Linked DNA regions of Mus musculus: all the other regions are linked to region 3. Evidence: chromatin contacts called from public promoter capture Hi-C data. All regions are on one chromosome and are shown on one strand. The core of a region is the stretch at or near the end of the contact, and the rest is flanking DNA. Distances in the headings are between cores, read along the strand shown. Region 1 holds the start of Rab5if (RAB5 interacting factor). Region 2 holds the start of Rbl1 (RB transcriptional corepressor like 1). Region 3 holds the start of Raly (hnRNP-associated with lethal yellow). Region 4 holds the start of Rpn2 (ribophorin II). Region 5 holds the start of Blcap (bladder cancer associated protein). Region 6 holds the start of Soga1 (suppressor of glucose, autophagy associated 1). Region 7 holds the start of Samhd1 (SAM domain and HD domain, 1).

What was found. Promoter capture Hi-C pulls out the DNA fragments that hold promoters and counts their contacts. Capture Hi-C pulls out chosen DNA fragments and counts their contacts.
Region 1: a promoter capture Hi-C map of pre-B cells shows a contact between it and region 3, with 2.6 times the contacts expected there. The contact joins the promoter of Rab5if here to the promoter of Raly in region 3.
Region 2: a promoter capture Hi-C map of pre-B cells shows a contact between it and region 3, with 4 times the contacts expected there. The contact joins the promoter of Rbl1 here to the promoter of Raly in region 3. A contact is called at or near these places in 2 of 39 promoter capture datasets (liver and pre-B cells).
Region 4: a contact with region 3 is called in a promoter capture Hi-C map of pre-B cells, with 5 times the contacts expected there. The contact joins the promoter of Rpn2 here to the promoter of Raly in region 3. A contact is called at or near these places in 2 of 39 promoter capture datasets (liver and pre-B cells).
Region 5: a contact with region 3 is called in a promoter capture Hi-C map of liver, with 2.4 times the contacts expected there. The contact joins the promoter of Blcap here to the promoter of Raly in region 3. A contact is called at or near these places in 1 of 39 promoter capture datasets (pre-B cells) and 1 of 9 other capture datasets (liver).
Region 6: a contact with region 3 is called in a promoter capture Hi-C map of pre-B cells, with 3 times the contacts expected there. The contact joins the promoter of Soga1 here to the promoter of Raly in region 3.
Region 7: a contact with region 3 is called in a promoter capture Hi-C map of adipose tissue, with 3 times the contacts expected there. The contact joins the promoter of Samhd1 here to the promoter of Raly in region 3.

Annotation. Positions count from the first base shown.
Region 1 is chr2:156,861,768-156,864,503 of GRCm38.p6, reverse strand. Rab5if (RAB5 interacting factor) reads right to left here and starts at 1,382. Exons shown (of 4, transcript NM_026124.3): 1 at 1,087-1,382. The coding sequence starts at 1,200. It overlaps 5430405H02Rik (RIKEN cDNA 5430405H02 gene), which reads left to right and starts at 1,559. Exons shown (of 3, transcript NR_027914.1): 1 at 1,559-1,905.
Region 2 is chr2:157,203,246-157,205,945 of GRCm38.p6, reverse strand. Rbl1 (RB transcriptional corepressor like 1) reads left to right here and starts at 1,412. Exons shown (of 22, transcript NM_011249.2): 1 at 1,412-1,646. The coding sequence starts at 1,491.
Region 3 is chr2:154,789,717-154,792,452 of GRCm38.p6, reverse strand. Raly (hnRNP-associated with lethal yellow) reads right to left here and starts at 1,343. Exons shown (of 8, transcript NM_001139511.1): 1 at 905-1,343.
Region 4 is chr2:157,277,685-157,280,606 of GRCm38.p6, reverse strand. Rpn2 (ribophorin II) reads right to left here and starts at 1,509. Exons shown (of 17, transcript NM_019642.4): 1 at 1,272-1,509. The coding sequence starts at 1,284. It overlaps Mroh8 (maestro heat-like repeat family member 8), which reads left to right and starts at 1,058. Exons shown (of 25, transcript NM_001039557.4): 1 at 1,058-1,415. The coding sequence starts at 1,132.
Region 5 is chr2:157,565,033-157,567,787 of GRCm38.p6, reverse strand. Blcap (bladder cancer associated protein) reads left to right here and starts at 1,427. Exons shown (of 2, transcript NM_016916.3): 1 at 1,427-1,540.
Region 6 is chr2:157,077,696-157,080,717 of GRCm38.p6, reverse strand. Soga1 (suppressor of glucose, autophagy associated 1) reads left to right here and starts at 1,453. Exons shown (of 15, transcript NM_001164663.1): 1 at 1,453-2,489. The coding sequence starts at 1,809. It also overlaps a transcript of Tldc2 not described here.
Region 7 is chr2:157,133,743-157,136,776 of GRCm38.p6, reverse strand. Samhd1 (SAM domain and HD domain, 1) reads left to right here and starts at 1,681. Exons shown (of 16, transcript NM_018851.4): 1 at 1,681-1,898. The coding sequence starts at 1,688.

The DNA.
Region 1 (2,736 bases), core at 133-2,632, 2.1 Mb before region 3:
TGTCATTCCTTCTACTAAAGTGTGATGGGAAACAATATATTTAGACTATTAAGTGACTAATTCCAGAGCCTGTTCTCTACCATATTTTAGAGAAGTCGTTACTTCTTTAAAAGAAGCTGCGTAAATAGAAGTTTGTTTTGAAGTGACAATGGGCACTGTGCTCCTGGCCACAGATAACCCTTGGCTGGCCAGCTAAGTTCTAGAGAGTCTCCAGGAAGAAAAACTATTAACTTCAGTTCCCACCCTTCCTGTACAGCGACTTTTGAGAAAGCCAGAGTTAGGAAAGTGTGGTGGTGGAGAAGTGTGTGCTTAGGCCTGTGCCAGCTCATCTAAGTTTCACCCAACAAAGAGCACTCAGGTTTGTGAACTGCCCTGGACTCCAGACACCAGTCCTTGGACCGGGGAAGATAAAAAATATGACACAGCAGTTCACAAAGACGACAGGTTTTGCAAGAGCTGGGCAGGGCTGGGGGCAGGCCAAGGGCACCTTCAGGAAGTACTCCCCCCCTCCATGGCGGAACTGAAGGGAGGGAAGCCCAATTTCAACAGTCCAAACAACGGAAGGAGTCCAAATATAGCATTCTTTTCAAACCATCTAGAATCGGGCTGAATGGTGACAGGCTTGAAGATCACAGAATGGAGCAATGATAGGAGGCGTCCAGGCTCAGATCCTCTGGAGATGACCAGCGAGTGCATCTTTAAGTCCCCAACCTCTTCTAACCCATGTCTAGCGACTTTCTTACTAACTCACACCCTCTTAAGGTGGTCTTAGAACCGGCTCTCGAATCTTAAAGCTCACAGGGCATGTCTTCTTTCTCATCTAAGCGAGCAAGGACAGAGCCACCCCTCGCAATGTGCAAAGTAAACGCACTTCAGGGATTCCGCACCCGGCACGTGCGCAGTCTTCAGAAGCGCTAACTACTCCGGATCCTGCGGAGCAAACGGCGGGGGATAGCAGGGGCTCCGCTCGCTCCACTACGCGCCGGCCCCCTTGGCACCCCGCTCCCTGCTCCCATGGCCGCGCCCGGCCGATTGGCCGGGGCGAGGGAGACCCGGGCCCGTCCTCCCTCGCCGGGCCTTCTGCACCTTGTCGTCCCAGGCCGCGTCGCTCCGCAGCACCTTGCTCCACACGGACACCTTGAGGGCCCCGTTGGCCAGCTGCGGCTGAGGCGGCTCCTCCTTCCGCCGCCCGCCGCTCATCCTCCCGTCGCGCCGCCCGAGCCGGGCGTGGGGCGCGCGGGCCAAGCCGAAGGGAGTCGGGGTCTGGGACCGCGGGACTCGGCGCGCGGGGCGGCAGCGGTAGTCCGGGCAGCGAGGGACAGTGGCCCGCCGAGGCTCTGCTCGCTCTGCCCAGCGGCCGGCTCGCTAAGCTCCACGGAGCAGGCGCCGCCGAGGGAGGGGCGGGGCCCTGATGACGTGCGCACGCAGCCAATCGGCGGCCACGCGGCGGTCGGCTCCGAAGCTCGGCGACGCCTCGACGCGAGCGTCCCCTCCGGTGGGCGGAAGTGACAGAAGCTTCCGGCGGACGCCAGGGGACGGTGAGCGAGAAGGGACAAGTGCGGCCCGGAGGCGATCTGTGCGCGAGGAGGCGCTGTGAAGACTGAGGCACAGCCCCTCCGAGGAAAGCCGAGATTGTACGTTTCCTTGCCGGCTGAGCCGCGGCTCGTCCCCCGGAGCGACACAAAGAAGAAGTGGCCTTGCATCCTGCTCCGCCTCCCGAGCCGGGTCCTTGGTCCCCGGAAGCCCTGGGCTGCCCCACTGGAGTTACCTTCTGTGCGTTCTCTCCTAAACCTACACGTTATTCACGACTTTGTTCATGACTATGGAAAACAAAACAAAAACAAAAACCAAACCAAAGTTCCCTCGCCTGGCGATGGTGCAAGCCTGTCTACCTGCTGGAGGATGGTAAGTCCCCGGTCACGACAACCTGTCTCAACGGGAAAAAAAACAATTCTGTGAACCCTAACGTCTCCTCTTGCTCAGCGTTCTCTTCTGAGATCCGAATGTGAAGCTGAGATCCCAAGAGAGAAATTCTTTCCTAAGGATGAGGCAAGTTGAAACCAGGGGAGAACCCCACTAGGGGGAATAGAAAAGTAGTAGGTGTCGGGCTAGCTACCCCGTCCTCACTGTGTGTTGTTAGCACTTCCCAGGATGTGTTTTGAAAGGACAGAAGGAGCAGCACCCCCTGCGAACTTGTACAAAGACACGTTGTGGTGTACACTGTGACTCGTCTGCAGTCCAAACCCGGGGAGGAATGTTAGGCTGGCCTGGCTACATTCCAAGATCCCGTGCCCCGTCTGACCTGGGTTACACAGCGAAGCTGGTCTAGCATACAGAGTGAGAGATGCTGCCTCAAACAGACAAATGAGCAAAATCAGTCCCATCCTCCAGATGGTGCCACACAGGATGTGCTATGCTAAGGGATATCACTAAAAAACAAAAGAAAAGAAAAACCCCCCAAGAATTGTTTATTATGTATACATCGTTCTGGCTGCATGTTTGCCTGCAGGCCAGAAGAGAGGTTACCAGATCACATTATAGATGGTTATGAGCTACCATGTGGTTGCTGGGAATTGAACTTAGAACCTCTGGAGGAGCAGCTAGTGTTCTTAATCTATGAGCCATCTCTCCAGCCCGGAACATCACTTTTATGCAGTGAGTTTATAAAGGCAAAGTAATTTGCCTGGAATCATTGAGTTAGTAGTTGGGTTTATTTTACTCTAAATCCGAGTTCTT
Region 2 (2,700 bases), core at 163-2,662, 2.4 Mb before region 3:
TGTCATTTGCCTATTAGGGATTTAGAGAGCTTTCCATCTCCCTATATCAGGACTCTTCCTTGAGCAGTACACCTTTGTATTTTAATTCAACGATTCCTTCCGATACGTCATGTAAGACAACACTCTACTACCTCCAAACTTGGTAGTCTCCACGAGGCCATACCCGCAGCAGTGGATTTTGTCCAAAACAAATTAATCATCATTAACATGTTAAAATCTCTGCTTTGAGTATACCATGAGGCTTTAGTGGGGCATAGGAACTCCTTCATAACTTGCCTTGACGTCCCTGTTTTCTTCTCTAGTGACTCCTTCATCCAAACAAGGACTACTCTGTAATTTTCAAACACACTGCCCCAAGTCCTTAGTGTAGAAGAGAAATAATCCAAATCAGGGAATACAGTGAAGGCAAACGATTCTATCCTACCATCCAACTCTCTTGGAAGAGCTGATCAATAAGTATGACAATTTCAGATAAGGTACAATGGAGACGATGAAATAGAAGTTAGGTGTCAGCTTATAGATGTACTGCTCAGTAATGGCCTGAGAAGGTTAAAATTAGACTTAAATGATGAAGAGCAAGGTATGCAAAGATATGCACAATAGCATTTTCACACACGGAGAAAAGCCTCCTGCGACTGAGAACTAGCTTGATATTCCCAAGGTTACGAGTTACCTGGTGCATCTGAATGCTATTATTTTTCTGTATTTTAAAGACAAAAAATGATCTCGTGCAGGATTCTGAGTGAAAACGATCAGGTTCTAGTTTAGGTTTTAAAAACACCTTTCAGGTAAGCGCGAGGACCATCTCTATTCCTGAAACGACTATTTACTGGGACAGTTTCCAGAATCCTGGGAGTGAGGCTGAGACCCGTCACCCCAAACCCTTGTCCCTGCATCCCTTTCTGGCGAGATTTGGGAGTCTCTGACGTGGCGCTTCTACGTGAAGAAGCCACTTTCGGCAGCTCCCGCCTCCACCTCCATCGAGGGTCAAAGCTCAGTGAGAGCGGGCTGGAGGCGCGCCGGGGAGCTGACAAACCTAGGGTCCACAGGACAGTGTCATGGAGAAGGCTTCCCACTAGCGTGAACGGACTCGCAGTCCCAAGTCACCCACACCAGGGAACCCGCGGTGGAGAGCGCGGGGCGCGAGCTACAGTCCCGGCAGCCTCAGCACCGGCTCGGATCCTTCCGCCCCGCTCTCTCACGTCCGTCCCCGCGGCCCGGAGCCCCGCAGCTGCCCACCCAGGGCCCGAGCTAGATCTCCGTTAGAGTCCGAGGTCCATCTTCTTATCCCATTCCGGGAGACGGGCTGCTGCGGGCTCCAGAGGAGAAAGGGACTTTTTGAGAAGAAAAGCGGAGGCAGACGATGAAGGGAAGGCGAGCTCAAGAAGGCGATTTTCGCGCGCTTTGTCGCGGGGGGTTGTGGGTAGCTCGCCGGGAGGGAAAAGAAAACCCCGAAGCCGGTCGCGCCGCCCGTCGGGCCGGAGGGGGATATGTTCGAGGACGAGCCCCACGCCGAGGGGGCGGCGGCGGTCGCCGCGGCCAGGGAGGCGCTGCAGGCCCTGTGCCAGGAACTGAACCTGGACGAGGGAAGCGCGGCCGAAGCCCTGGATGACTTCACGGCCATCCGCGGCAACTACAGCCTAGAGGTGAGCGGCGGCAGGTGGGCGGCGGCCCCGACCCTCGCCAGGCCCCACCCCCGGCCCGCCCCCGCCCCAAGCCTATCGGGCGGTGGGAGTTCCCCACCTACGAGGGTCTCCGAGGAGTGCGGGGAGGGAAGGGTGGGTGTAGCTCGGCCAACCCACCCATTTGGATTGAGGCGGGAAACCGAAGATCGGAAAGTGAGCCGCCGGTTCTGCGGGGGTTCCCTAGGCTCCCAACTTTCAAACTTGATTTCTGCGCGCCGCCCAGTGCCCCAAACGGCGCGGTGCTGCCGTTAAATCGATCAGACCTGATCCCGCGGTAAAATGAATTACTCATCGCTGCTCAGCCCTTTGATTATGTCTTCCCCAACTCGTTTGAAACACCACTGGATCCCCATTCCACAGAGGGAGAAAGTGGGGTCGGTAAGAAGTTAATTTAGCGCCCAAGGTGACGCAGTTTGCCATGCAACCTGGTACAGCAGTTTGAGCCCTTTAACTCCTCCATTCTTCCACCTAATCGAGTGTAGCAGTTAGTTCGTTTATACCATGCACTGTAGTTAGATAGATCAAAGTCAGCACACACAAAGCTCTTCTCAGCCCCACGTTCCTCTCTGCCAGGCCGTTGCTCTAACGATTGATGTGGTATCTGGCTCTGAATAAAATAAATGGTGCTTGTTATCATTATTAGGTATTCCCAGTAACACACACACATATGTTAATGATATATATGTGTGTGTGTGTGTGTGTATACATATATATATATATACCCAGGGGGTATCGAGACAGACTATTTCAGCATCTAACTGAGATGTACAAAAGCTTTCATTATACACATGGGCAGGATTCACATATAGGATTCCTCTGACTCAGACTGCCAGCGAAATAATTGCTGGTCAGGGAGTAGGAAATAGGGAGCAACTGTTGTACACATGTCTATACTCCTATGAGAGAAAAGTACCTGAGACTACACACACACACACACACACACACACACACACACATATATAAAATTTGTCTTTACAGCAGGACAGTGACTACTATACCTGTTTTCTTGGTGGTG
Region 3 (2,736 bases), core at 94-2,593:
AAGTAACGGTTACTAACAGCTTTGTACTTCTACGGCGGTTTCATGTCTCTGAACCTTGATTTCTGCTCCTGTGAGCAGGGACAGCTCTGGAAGACCGGTGTGGACATGAGGCGATACATTCACGAAGTTCCTGGGTCAGTCTCGTTAAACGTTACCTGTTGGCATTTAACGCTTCTGCCCTGTACTAACTCCCTCCCTGAATTCACTAACACCCGGAGAGGCTGCGTTCCTCCTTGACCCCATTTCACCCAGGTGAAAACTGAGGCTCGGGCTGGAGCAAAGTGGGGGACGCGGCCCCCCAGTTCGAGGGCTGGCCGTTCCCTTCCGCGCTCCACAAGACACCGAGCAAAGGCTAGGCAAGGGTAGCGAGAAAGGCGCTCAGACAGACCCGTGAGGGAAAAGAAAGGACCAGTTTTGCGCGCCTAAGGGAACCTCAAAGAGCTGGACCGACTGGAAAGCCGGAAGAAACCCGGGGCCCCAATCCAGGCCAGAGCCAGGCCCCAGCCCGCCCGAGGCCTCCCCGGCGCAACCTCCGCTCCCTCCCCTCCTCCCCTCGCCGGTCGGGGCGGGGCGCAGCACAAAAGACTCCAACTTCCGAGCGGGCACCGGCCCACCCCCAACTCCCGGCCCGCGCCCGGCCGACCGACCGGAGGCGAGCTGCGAATACCAGGCGTCCAGGGGCGGGCGCGCGTGGCCCCGGGGCAGGCGACCCGGGGCGGCGGGCCCGGGAGGGAGCACAGAGGGAGGGGGCCGAGAGTTACTCCGGCTCCCAGGACTCCCGGGACCGCGGAGAGAAAGAGTTTCTAAAAATAGGCACCGGCCCGCCCGAGGAGGTGAGGAACGAAAAAGGCACACGGAACAGCCCGCCCGCACTCCTCAGGAGCGGCCCGCGGCCCCCACTCACCCGCGCCGAGGTCTGGAGGAAGCCGCGCGGCACCGAAGGGCGACGGCGCGTCTGCTCTCGGAGGGCGGGAGGGAAGAGGCGGCCCTGGCCGCCGCGTGAGGAGCCCGAGCACACGCGCGAGAGTCGCGACCGCTTCCGCCCCCTCGGCTTCCCTCGGCTCCGCACCCCGCGCCGCTCGCGCGCCCCGCCGCACTGACAGAGGCGCGAGCCCCGCAGCCGCGAGTCCTTCGCTCGGCCGCCACCAATGGGGCGAGCGCGGGGAGGGGGAGTGCTGGACAGGCGTCTGCACTCGGCCTGCCCGCCGCCCCGGCTCCTACCCGGTTCTCCTCTCGGTCCTCCGAATAGGATCCTGCCACCCGAGCACTCAGTCCCCAGCGCCGCCCTGCACGGGCCGGGCTCTCCAAACGCGTGGGCTCCCTGCACACCCCTCGCGCCGGGCTTTGGAAAGGTCCAGAGCTTCGGCGCGCAGAGGAGGAGGGCGGGGCCGGGGCGGGGTCTAGCGTGGGGTGGGGGGACGGAGGAGGCAGGCGGGGCTGAGGGAAAGGAGTTTGTGGCTTCCACCAGCCGGGTGCTGAAGGCGGGGCGGAGGGGGTCCCGAGGGCTGACGGGCGGGAGGACACGAGGGAGGAGCAGCAGGCTGAGGGCGGAGCCGGGGTGGGGGGGAAGAGCGTGCCCAGGGGAGGAGTCTGAGGGGCGGAGCTTGGGCCTACGGAAGCGGAGGCGGTGCTAAGAGGTTGCCGCCGGTCTGCAGGAGGTGGGCCTTGGTAACACCGCGGGCAGGACAGTCGGAGGTAGACCCTGGGCGGGAGCCGGAAGGAGGAAGATCCTAAGGGAGGAGCGCGGCGCGGGGGTGGCGCTTGATTGGGCGAGGCCTGGAGATGGAGCCCTCTCTGTTAGCTGGAGGCGGTGCGGCAGGGGCCAGAAGCAATTGGAGCGGTTATTTCACTTTCTAGGAATTAGAATGCTACCATTCGCTGGGAAGGCTTGGGGTTGGGCGGAGACGCTTCGATGTCTGGGGTCTCTCGTCAAAGGTGGAAAAAAAAAAAGCCTGATTAAGTAGTTTTGCCCTTATGGGATGAAATGTTTTCTTACTTAATCTGGGTGTTGGTTCTTCCTCCTAAATATTTATCATGTCAGGATCTCCCATTTGAATCAGTTTTTCAGTCTCCTGTCTCTCCCACTTACATCCCCAATTTGCCTCTCCAGACCATCAGGGGGTCTTCTGAGAGCAAAGAGGACCATTGTCAGCTATAGTCACAAATCTCCCAGAAAGCTGGAGACGTACTTATTTGTATTCCCCATTCCCTTCAGACCTGTGATTTCATTACCTGTTGGGAATTAGGACAGAGTTTGAGGCAGGGTCTCTGTAGCCCGGGCCAGCTTTGTACTTGCTCTGTAGCCGAGAATAATCTTGAACTCCTAATCCTCCCTGCTTCTGCCTTCCAACTGCTGGCATCACAGCGAGGCCAGGCCTCTTGAGTTCGGGAATGGGTGATTCAAACAGGTTCTCAGCCTTGAAGAGCAATCAGTCTTACTCACTAAACCATCTCCCCAGCGCCAAGACCAGGAATTCTTTACTGGTTTTTGTACATTACTGTGTTTCCAGACCTACTATGGTGATCAATAAACACTTCCATCAATCAGTCCAGCCCCTACCAACCTCCTCTGCTTTTTCTGGTTTTATCCAGCTCCTCACTTCCCTCTCTGTGTAACAGTCTTCCTATATTTGCTCAAATATACCATCTATTCTTTGTTGGGTTTCCTTGTCCGTTTGTTTTTTCAAGACAGGGTTTCTCGGGGTAGCCTTGGCTTTCCTGGAATTCACTCTGTAA
Region 4 (2,922 bases), core at 260-2,759, 2.5 Mb before region 3:
TTTAAGCCTTCTAATATCCAAGTGAGGTGGGTATTTTCTGCATTTTACAAACCAAGAAATGGTTTGTAAACTATTTCATACCTGTCACTCCAGGACTAGGGAAACAGAGGCAAGATGGTGAGTCTGAGCTGGAGCCCCAGCTTCATAGTAAGACCCTACCTATTCTGTGTGTATTGTGGTACATGCACATAAGTGTATGCCAGTGCACAGGCATGCAGAGGCCAGAGTAAACACAGGATGACTTCCTCTGATGTTCTATGCCTTCTTGCCTTGAGGCAGGGCCTTTTCACTGATCTAGAACCATTTTTGCTAGACTAGATGGTTACCTCTTGGGATCTGCTGGTCTCTGCCCTCCAATGCTGGGGTTACGTGCACAATGCAGCCAGCCATACCCAGTGCTAAGATTTGAACTCAGATCCACAAGTTGCACTGAACCAACTCCCAGCTCCCTAGACCCTATCTAAGTAAAGAAAAGAAAAAAGGTTCTTAAGTAGGTGCCCACTCCCTTGCCCTGAGACAAATAACTGAAACTCAAACTTAAGTTTCAATGCAAGTTCTGACTTTAGCCACTTTACCAACAAATAAAATAGTGACTTGAATACACTAAGATTCCCACCTATCCACTCAGAATCTACCAAGCATTGAGTTTTGCCCGGCACTGTTAAAAGCAAGCACAGAAATATCATTTAACACAACTCTTGCGAAGCAGATACCAGATGAGAAACTAAGCTGTTGAGTCCCTGGCTTCTGTTCTCACAATCAATACGTGGCCGGTTACAAGTCTGCACCCGTAATATCACTTCATACCCTAGGCTTTCAGCTCCCAGACAGACCTGTGAGTCTCCTGTCCCTGTCAGGGAAAAGGAACCTAGAAGTCGAAGAAAGTCTAGTGACATGCTCAAAAGCTTTCATGATGCCAGGGGTGGCTCTCTGTGACAGGCGTAGGCCGCTGGTACTACTCGAATGAATGGAGGAGGCCAGGCTCGGGCTCCGCGCTGCCCGGGCTCGCGCTCGGCCTTGCGGGGACCCGTAGTCCCACGTCGCACGCCCCGCCACCAACCCTTCGGGTCCCCAGCACTTCACCAGCTCGCAGCCTCCGCCACACGCTCGACCCCGAAAGCGCCCGTGCCCATGCCCCTGCCCCGTAGGGGAGGGGAACCGCGCCTAGCCGGCGCCCGTGTGGTCCGCACTAGCCTCCCGCGGGCGACGCCCCGCTCCCCAAAGCGTGTCGGCCGCGGGGCCCCACTATTGAGCCATGCGCAACGCCTCACCCGGCGGCGCCATTCCTCCGAGCAGGTCCCACCGGAGCCCGAGCAGGCAGACTTCCGCTCCGGGAAGTGGCTCCAAGAGCGCGCCGGAGGGGACGCCAGGGACCCGCGGCACACGCCACTTGCCAGAATGGGCTCCCGGCAAAGGTCAGTCGCGGCGGTCCCGCTTGGCAGGGCCGTGCCCGGCAGCCGCAGTGTGGGGCAGTTGAGTCGCGGCGTGCGAACCTCACTCACGGGTCCTGCTTGCCAAGCCGTCCTCTCCCCCGCGCCGGGACCCACTTGGAACCGACCGCCTCTCAACCGCCCTGCTCACGCCGCCACCGGGACCCGATTGGGCCGGGCCTTGGGGCGGGCCTAAGACGGGGCCACCTCTGATTGGCCAGTGACAGTGACTGGCCGGACGCGCTGTCACTCACGGTTCTCTCCCGCAGCCCGGCCAATTTTAAAAGGGTCCGGTTGGGAGGGGAGCGTTATCGTAACATTTGATTTTATCCACTTTGGGAAATTATGGTTAATGCATTACTTAGATTATTAATAATTGGCTGGTGAGTGAGGGTTTATCCAGTTTTCAAACCTGTGAGCTATACAGGTAACGGAGAGGAGCGTTTTAAAATGTTTGATTTTTTTTTTTTGAAAATTTCATACAATATATTTTGATCATATTCATTTCCTTCCCCCAACACCTTCCATATCCTCCCCCAACTCCCTACACACCCAACTCATGCTCTATTTTTCCTCTTTCTAAAGTAAAAAACAAACTAAGCATGGAGTCCTGCCCTGGAGAGTGGTTGATATACCCAGTCACTCCACTGAAGAAAACTGATTTTCCCTCTCCCAGCAGCTATCAGTTATGAATAGTTTTGGCTACAGTTGGGTCTTTTGTGCCCACTCCCCCTTCTCTGTGTTTTGTATGGCTTGAGCTTTTGTGGGTCTTGTGCATACTGACACAATCCCTGAAAAACTGCTTATTGGAAGCCGTTTATCACCCCTGGCTCTTAAACAATCCTTCTCCTCTTCCACATAGACCCACGCCCATGAGCCCTGAGGTAAAGGGGATGCTGTAGACATCCCATTTAGGGCTGAGTGTCCCAAGATCTCTTATTCTCTGTGTGTTGACCAGTTTTGGGTCTCCGTGTTAATTGCTGTCTACTCCAGGAAGGGTTGAGGGATGCGCTGGTCTGCAAATTTAACAGACTCAAAAATGGAAGCCAGAACTAATGTGTAGCTCTGATTACCGAGCTCACAATATAGGCAGAAAGAGTACTGAGCACCCTACATATGTTATCTTATTTACTCTTTATTATTATTCTGTGAAATGTTACTTTTAATACTTTAAAAGGAAGGAAATATTTCAGCCCTTGCGTTCTGATGACAGCCTAGATGTGTGCTAATTAACTATTGTGAACATGTAGAATTTTGCAATACAGCAATGCTGCTTCTCTTCAGTATCACTCCAGATATGTAGCGGGGAGTCGGACCACTCCTCCATACAGCAGTCACTAGCTCTCTGCAGTAATTTCTCTTTGAACTTAGTCCAATTAAGTAAAATTTAAGCTTCAGCTCCTCAGCTATACTATGCTTCTGATCAGCCAATGCTGTGCTCAGGGTAGCTGGTGGATCTTGCACTGAGTAATTTGAAATTACAGGACAGATA
Region 5 (2,755 bases), core at 178-2,677, 2.8 Mb before region 3:
TGCTGCACCCCGCTTCTGCAGTTCCTTTCCCAGCTCCTCCCTAGATCACCATTGGCCTCCTTCCTTCCTGCCTTGGATCCCCTTGGCTTCTAGACACTACCAAGACCCGTGTGCTGAGGGAGGCCCACCAGCCCTTATACAGGTCCACTCTCTCCATCCACGGTGTGCCCAGGCATTTCCGCTACTGAGTTCTCTGTCCCACTTCTGATTGTCCCCTAGCAGCCTGTCTTCGGGCCTTTCCACCCTGGCCAAGGGCTCTTCACCTCTTCTTCATCCCTACAGCCACAGCTTAGGAGTCAATGCCTGTGCCTCAGTATGTGCTTCCCGCACCCAGTTTGATATGATCTCTTCTAGCTCCCTTAGTCACTACCTGTCTGAGTCACCATGACTTTGTGTCTGGAAAGATGTTCTGGTTGCTTAACTGGCTTCCTGTCCCAAACCTCACTTTCATGTTTTCTAACCCTGAAAGTCAATGGCCTCGGAGAGACCCAGATTTCTTTTCATTGCCTCGAAGAACATAGCTTCCCATGTCTCTCAAGACAAAAATTCAAATTCATGACCAAGGTACCTGTCATATTCCTTGTTCACCTTCCACCCTTAGGGTTGTCACCTCCATGTCTGGAACAAGACCCCTCACTCACACAATGCACAAACTCAATATGCCTAAGACGGCCCCAACCCTCGCCCACTCCAGACACCAGGATTCCACTCATTTCTCCTCTCTTTACTTTGCCTCCTAGTGCCTTCCACGATGCCTAATTACAAATCATGTACTGGTGCGACTACAAGTGGTTACTGGGTGGTAGTCTCTCCACTATCCCCCGACACTCACTCTCACCCTGGTGACTGAGAAAATTGGGGTCAGGAGTAGAATTGTACCTCCTTAGCCTCTAGCACTGCGCTTGCGCACAGTATGAGGTCAGGAACGTGGCTAATAAGCTAGTAAGTGACCACACTGACTCATCTAGACATTAACAAGCCTGGGGCAAGCCATTTCCTCACCAAGGAGGAAGCACGTCCTCAGCCCGTGGTTGAAGGGCCAGATCTGAGCCACGAGAAGTTTTCCCAAAGTACACAAATCACAAGGTGCTAAGGATTCTGCGGAGTTACGCTCATCAGCGTAACTACACCTCGCTCGCCCGCGGAGCTCTCAAAGAGTAAGAATCACAATCTGCTGCATATGCATGAAGGGGACCATGGGCCGGAGGTTCGGGGCTGCCTAAGATACGCCTGACCAAATATTCCACGGGTTTGAAGACCTTAGCGCCCCATAATTTTATTCAAGTCTACTAAAAACTCAGAAAGGACATTTCGTGGCGGATACTGAGGGGAGAGTGTCTGAGAGTAGCCTCGCTTTGAGCCAGTTTGTCAGGCGTTCTCAGAAGACAGCTCGGTTCTGGACCGGGGGTCCTTGGACCGCTCCACTAGAAGACGAAGGGGGCGTCTCCCCAGCTCCTGCGGCGTTGGTGGCGAGCTAAGGTGGAGGCAAGCAGCGGCGGCGACGGCGACAGTGGCGGCAGTGCCATGGTGGGGCTCGCAGGTATCGTGGCGTCGCCCGCCTGGGCAGGGTGAGAGCGCTCGGTGCGGCCGCGCCGCCATGTTAGCCCTCCGGGGTCACCTTAGGCGTCGCTTGGCCTCTCGCCGGGGCTTTCCGCGCGGCCGGGGTCGGGCGCACCCTTGTCTGGCGTCAGATGACCTCCCCTTTTCGTCCCAACCTGGGCCTTGGGGGTGGTCCCTTCCCGTCCCTTGGGTGGGTTCCGGGGTTCCTTAGCTGTCACTCTGGCCTCCAAGGTCAGCGCGCTCCCGGGACGGGGCTGGGAGGGGCGGGCGCGACCACCACCTCCTCTGTTCCGGACCTTGGCGAGGGGCTCAGCTTCTGGGAGGCTGGACACTCTTTCCTCGCCACTTCAGTTTCTCTCCCCCCCCCCTTTTTTTTTCTTTTTCTTCCCCCACCCTTATCCGAAGGAGTGTGGGGAGAAAGTAGAAGTGGGCCCCGAACGCTCTCTTTTGTGTCCGGAGTGATAGGGTGACCATCTGCTACGGGTCCCGTGTGCTTCTCACTTCCACCAACTTTTCGTCGAGTCTGGACACCGGTTCCCTCTCCAGTTTGTGGGGAGTGGCACTCAAGGGCAGCAGAAGGAACGGAGTGCCTGGCTGGAAAGGAAGAATGGGGGATGGGGACAGTCGATTTTTTTTTTTTTTTCCTTTCTCTGCCAAACCACCTTTAGGTTTCTTCTAAGTCTCTTGTCTCTTTTTACTTGGGAAACTGGGGCCCGTTCTAGTTTATAGGTTATTTCTGTTTATAGGTTCGGATCTTCTTTGTCCCTTTCAGGGAACTGATATATTGGGGACAGCTCTGCCCTGTCTGACATGGTCCAGCCATCCTGTCAGCCATCTGAACTGCAACACCAAAGCCAGGACCCAAAAAAAGTTCCATTTTATGTGCCCCTGGCAAGCATTAGATTGAGCTGGCTTGTTTCTTTTAAGTCAAGATTCATTAATGGCCAGAGTTCCTGTTTAAAGATTGGATTTCTGGAACCTTGGTCAGTTTCCAGGAACCAGATCAATTCTCGATCTGAAAATGGTCATCTTAAAGTTGTTGACAGAACACTTTAACTTCTTACCTGTTATTTCTAGGGGGATGAGAGTTAGGCTGCCCTTTTTACTTGTTCTCTTTGAAATACACGCATTCCATTCAAGCTTGTGACTGTGTGATTTACCAAGAGCCCTGTATTGCCTTCCTCTCTGTCTTCTG
Region 6 (3,022 bases), core at 204-2,703, 2.3 Mb before region 3:
CAAGTTTCAAGAACTGCACATTCTCTCTGTATCACTTCAATGAGCCCCTTAAGAGCAGGGACAATCACGATAATGAACTTGTAATGGACCCATTAGAGCAGGCTAGGACTGGACTCCGCGGCTTGGGTGTAGGAGGACTCCCCAGGGTCCTCAGGGTTCCCAGGTGCTAGGCAGACCTGCTTGTACTTCGAGGTGGATGGTGGGTCAATAAAAGAAAAAGGAGTAGACCTTGAACTAGTTGGCCATGATGTAGGTCAGGTTAGGAGAAAGGGGAGGAGCCAAAGTAAAGATGAGGGAAGAAGAGGAGGACGAGGAACCCATGGAAAAGAAGGGGGAAAAGAGAAGGGGAGAGAAAGACCGAGAAGGGTCTAAAGGAAGAAAAAGAGGCTGCATAGTGTGTGTGTGTGTGTGTGTGTGTGTGTGTGTGTGTACGAGCTACCTTCTGGGTGGCAAGAGACTGGGCAGCTACCATGCTGATGAGTGCCTTCCCAGGGCCAAAGAACTTACTATGGTTTAGGCACAGTGTGGAGAGGGCAGAGGTGAGGAAGGTGTAAGGGATTCTGAGAAATTAACTCTGATAGCCTGAATAGCTCAAGAGGAAAGAAACCATGCCCACCAATACTGGGGCCTTGGAGTCTGTGGTGGAGTCAATCTGACCCTGTTGGTATTCAGGGTCACAGTCCCATGCCAGCCCCTAACCGGCCTAGAACCTGCCCCCTAAGCACCTAACGGTCTGGCATCCTCAAGGCACAGCCTGAAGTTAATCGCAAAGACCATGAAATTGGGGTCGGGGAGACAAGACTATGCCCGGGTTCATAGGCAACTAGGGTGTGCAAGATCCAAGATGCACGCGGAACGCCACGGTTCCAATGGCAGCGGACAGATAGACGAGGCAAAAGGAGTCCAGCATACTCTGTAGGATCCATCCTGCTTCCTTCTCAGACCAAGAACCGACCGCGTGCCAGGTCGTGTTCAGTTTAAGGTTCTATAGGATGGGGTCGTTTGTCATGCCCAGTTAAAGGGGGCGGAGTTCGCGCAGGCTCAGCACCCACAAGGGGCGCGCGGCGCGGTGCTGGGTGTGCATGGATGCTGGCTCCGGCCCTTTGAGGTCCGCGGGGCCTCTGCCAGGGAATAGTCTCTCCTGTCGTCCACGAGGCCCCTACGGCGACGCCGGGCTTCCAGGCTCCTCGGCCGGGTGTGATCCCCCAGCCCGCAGAGGAGCGGCCGGCGGCCCGGAGCGGCGGGAGCGAGCCGAGGCCGCGGCTGCCCGGGCCCGCCTGACCCTCGAGGGGGTCGCTGTTGCCTCGCGGATCCCTCCCTCGCTCCCCGCTCGCGTCCCTCCCCGCTGCTCCCGCCGCGTCCGCCTTTTGTTCGCCGAGCCGCGCGCCCCCGAGCCGAGGCGGCGGGGCGGGGAGCTGGCGGGGCTGCGTGGGGGGCGGGCCGCGCCGGGCGGAGCCGGGGCCCTGGCCTCAGCCGGACTGGGAGTCCGAGGCGGCGATCGCCGAGCAGGCTGCAGTCGGGGTCCGGGCGCACTCCGGGGGCGCGGCGAGGCGGAGGGGGCGGGCACCGGGCGGAGCCGGAGTCGGAGTCGCGGCGCCTGGAGGAGATCGGGCCGCGCGCTGAGAGCACCGAGTGGCGGAGAGGCCGCGCGGCGCGGGGCAGGGCCCGAGCGCAGCCCCCGGACGCAGGAGACCGGAGCGCAGTCGCGGCCTGAGCGGCGGGAGCGCATCCGAGACCCGCCGCAGGGACACCCAAGCCGGCCACTCCCGGGCCATGCGCGCCGCTCGCTGAGACCCGGGGAGGCCGCGATGGAGACGCCAGCGGGAGAGTCATCGGCGCGGGGCTACGGCCCCCCGCCTGCGCCCGCGCCCGCCGCGGAGAGGAAGAAAAGCCACCGCGCGCCATCACCAGCCCGGCCCAAGGACGTGGCCGGCTGGTCTCTGGCCAAAGGCCGCCGCGGCACAGGCCCGGGCTCCGCTACAGCCTGTGGCACCGCGTCCTCGGCGAGGCCCGACAAGAAGGGGCGCGCGGTGGCTCCTGGTACCCGAGGCACGGGGCCTCGGGTGGCCGGGGTGCGCACGGGGGTCCGCGCCAAGGGTCGCCCTCGTCCCGGTACCGGGCCCCGCCCGCCGCCGCCGCCGCCCAGCCTCACGGACAGTAGCTCCGAGGTGTCGGACTGCGCGTCGGAGGAGGCGCGCCAGTTGGGCCTGGAGCTGGCGCTGAGCAGCGACGCCGAGTCTGCGGCGGGCGGCCCGGCGGGGACCCGCACCGGGCAGCCGCCCCAGCCAGCGCAGTCGGGGCAGCAGCCTCCGCGGCCTCCCGCCTCCCCGGATGAGCCGTCGGTGGCCGCATCGTCGGTGGGCAGCAGCCGCTTGCCACTCAGCGCCTCGCTAGCCTTCTCCGACCTCACCGAGGAGATGCTGGACTGTGGGCCCGGAGGCTTGGTGCGGGAGCTGGAAGAGCTGCGTTCCGAGAACGACTATCTCAAGGTGGGGACCTGGGGGGGATGGGGGAGGCGCAGGGGCGGGAGAGGACTGGTCATCCGGGCTCAAGAGTCCAGGGCGCTGACCAAGCAGGGAGAGTGCCCCACCTTCTCTTCCCACTTTTCCGGTGAGGAGGATTATGGATAAGACACCGAGTAAAGGACCCCAATGTGCACTTTCCCACCCGCGGTAAAACTGTTTTAGAGGACACGTTCTGATGGGTGAGTGGGGATAGTCAGCCAAGGCTGACCTTCCCCCCCTCTAACCTGCCCAGGACCCCGGTCCCAGATCAGCAGGCTTTCTCGGCTCTCTGTTCTGGAACCAATGTCCGTGTGTTAGGCTGCCAGGGAAACCGTGCTATCCCCTGGCAAGGAGAGGCAGAACACCATCCTAAGTCCTTACCCAGGGCTTCCCCGGCAGGCCTGTCCTCGCCTGCCTTTTGGGGCGGATCCAGTTTGAAAGCGTGACATCTGGGAACATCCCCTTGGCTCGAGTCCACTTCCGCCCAGTCTAACGGTCCCACAGCCTGGGAGGATGAT
Region 7 (3,034 bases), core at 432-2,931, 2.3 Mb before region 3:
TGACAGACAACCAGCCTCCTGGACCCAACAGTTACCACATTCTTGGCCTTTTCCAGAGTCTCACAGCCATTGTTGGACTACATGAACTAAATCCTGTATAAATCCCTTTTAAACACACACATAAATATTTACTCTAACATTTCTGTTCCTTTAGAGAGTACTGACTAAGGCAGATTTAGTAAGAGCATGGTCTTTTGCAGGAAGCCCAGTCTCTGTTGTTTCTTAGCTCCCAGCTTTTTTTTTTTTTAAGATTTATTTATTTATTTTATGTATATGACCATACTGTCCTTGACACAACACAAGAGGGCATAGGATCCAATTACAGATGATTGTGAGCCACCATATGGTTGCTGGGAATTGAACTCATGACCTTTGGAAGGACTGTCAGTGCTCTTAACCACTGAGCCATCTCTCCAGCCCTCTCTCCCAGCTTTTATACTTCACTTTCCTACATCTGAAATTCGTTAAATGAATGTTTGTAAAGCCTTTAGAACAGGGCCCTGATCACATCAGCACTGTTTGCTAAGAATATTTTGGTTCATCCGATTTCTAGTTTGTCTGTTGTTTGTTTGTTGCTGGGTAATGAACATCGGGCCTCGAGCTTGTTTTGTTTTTGGTTTTGTTTTTTCGAGACAGGGATTCACTGTGTAGCCCTGGCTGTCCTGGAACTCACTTTGTAGACCAGGCTAGCCTCAAACTCAGAAATCAGCCTGCCTCTGCCTCCCAAATGCTGGGATTAAAGGCGTGCGCCACCACACCCGGCTCTCAAGCTTGTATTTTATGCCTAAGCATCACTTACAGCTGTCGGGCTCACCACTAAACATCTCATTTGTACTGCCTGACGTTAAAATACCTAGATGTGTATGTGTCTTGGTTTCTGAAGAGGTGTCGTAAATTAGTGGTCGTTGTACTAGTAATGGGTGGATAAAGATTTATGGGGAAGTTTGGGGTCTGTCCCAAAATGGCTTAACGCCAAAAAAAAAAAAAAAAAAAAAAAAAAAAAAGAAAGCCTGCTATTTGGACACTGACTAGTAATTAGTAAAAATACTGTCTATTTGGAAATAATAGGGCGGTCTGCTGCCAACTAACTGTGAATGTGGAATCTAACAGGACAGTCCGACAACCAGCTGGCAATCACTTCAGGGTTTTCCAGTTGGGCCAGTCCCTTGTTTTCTGCTCTGGGATAGGAGTGGCAGCTTTGTTGCCTTATAGGGTTTTTTTGTTTTTTGTTTTTAATTTTATTTTAACAAGTTTACAGCTTGGGGTGTTTGAAACCTGGCAAAACGTATTTGTTTCAGGAAGATACCTGCAGTTCACCAGAAGACCTTTTTAATCTGGAGCGTGGTGAACCTTCCTTAGCCCCAGATGCCCTCTTTGGCCTTGTCCTCACTAAAGTCTCCACTCTTAACCACAACTCAGTTTTGCTTTTCTAATAACACCACCCTTTCGGAGAAACACAAGGGCGGAGTTGAGGGCGATCGCGTAGGCATTGCGCTTGCGCAATGGGCCGGGCGCGAGCGCCCCGGGGAGGCCACGCTCCCAGGGCTGATGTCCGGGGCGCCTGCGCAGTAGGCCTGGAGGCTGGCAAAACTGAATGGACTCACTTTTGGGGTGTGGTGTCAGTGCGGCTGCGCGCGAGCCGGTGCCGCGGTACTTAACTTCGCAGCCCCGGGTGTCGGAGGTAGCCATGCAGAGCGCACCCTTGGAGCAGCCAGCTAAGCGACCCCGCTGCGATGGCAGCCCAAGGACGCCACCGAGCACTCCTCCTGCAACAGCTAATCTGTCTGCAGACGACGACTTCCAAAACACCGACCTCCGAACCTGGGAACCGGAGGACGTGTGCTCCTTCTTAGAGAATCGTGGTTTCCGAGAGAAGAAAGTGCTGGACATCTTCAGAGGTAGCGGGCCTGAGGGACGAAGGATGGCCACCGTGGGGCCGAGCAGGGAGAGTCCACATGGGAGGCATCCTAAGGGGGAGGTCTCTGGGGGAAGCGGCTGGCGGGAACCCGCCGCTGGAGAAGGAGGCGCCCTGTCGGGATGCGAACACACGGGCTACCCGAGGTGGGCACAGGTGAAGTGCAAGCCCATCGGTTCACTCTGGGCGGCGAACCTAGTAGAGGCCCAGGGAGGTTTGGTAGAAGGGTCTTTTCGGGAACTTGTCACTTCTGCCAGGAGCGATCCCCGCCCTTCTTAGAAGATTTTACCCCAGACCTCCGGCTGTGGCTTGCGGTCTTTCAGGCTCACCTGGCTTGGGAGACCCTTTTGTGCTAACCGCAGCTCCCGGAACACTTGGCCCCATGAGAGATTTTGAGCGCTTTTAAGTTTAACTCTGAAGCTGGTCCCGGAATTTGGGGTTTTCCTTAAAGGGGAGGGAAGGTGCTTAATCTCTGGATTCTCACTGACTATCATAATAGCCTAGTAGGGTTCAGTATGTGCTCATTGTATTTGCAGAGTGCTACTAAGGGAATTTCTCTTCCAACATAAGAGCAAGTTATTCACTGAAACCCCAACATTCCACAACTTGGCCACTCAAGAATTTTAAGAATTTTAAGGGATGCTTCTGGTTCTTGGTCTTGCTCCCGTCAACACTTTGAATCTGCTCAACTTTTTTTTTTTTTTTTTTTTTTTTTTTTCTTGGTTGGTGGCTGTGAAGCTTAACCCCTTGCATGATCGATCCCCGGAGGTGTTCGCTTGGAAAGTGGCCCCTCCGTGGTTATGATTTTCAAATTCAGTGAACTTTACTTCTTGTGGGGTGGAGCCCCTTGTGCCTAACTGAAGGACTGACTTTAAGAAAGCTTTAAAAGGGGTTGCGGATTTAGCTCAGTGGTAGAGTGCTTAGCAAGCGCAAGGCCCTGGGTGCGGTCCTCAGCTCTGGGGGAAAAAAAAAAAAGAAAGAAAGCTTAAAAATAGGAACTCACGTTTCTCTTTTTCTCTCCCTCTACAGAAGAGTAACTTTGGGGGTGGGGGTGGGGTAAGACAGGGCCTGTCTTATGTAGTCTCTATAGACCAGCCTAGCCTCGAACTCAGAGATCCA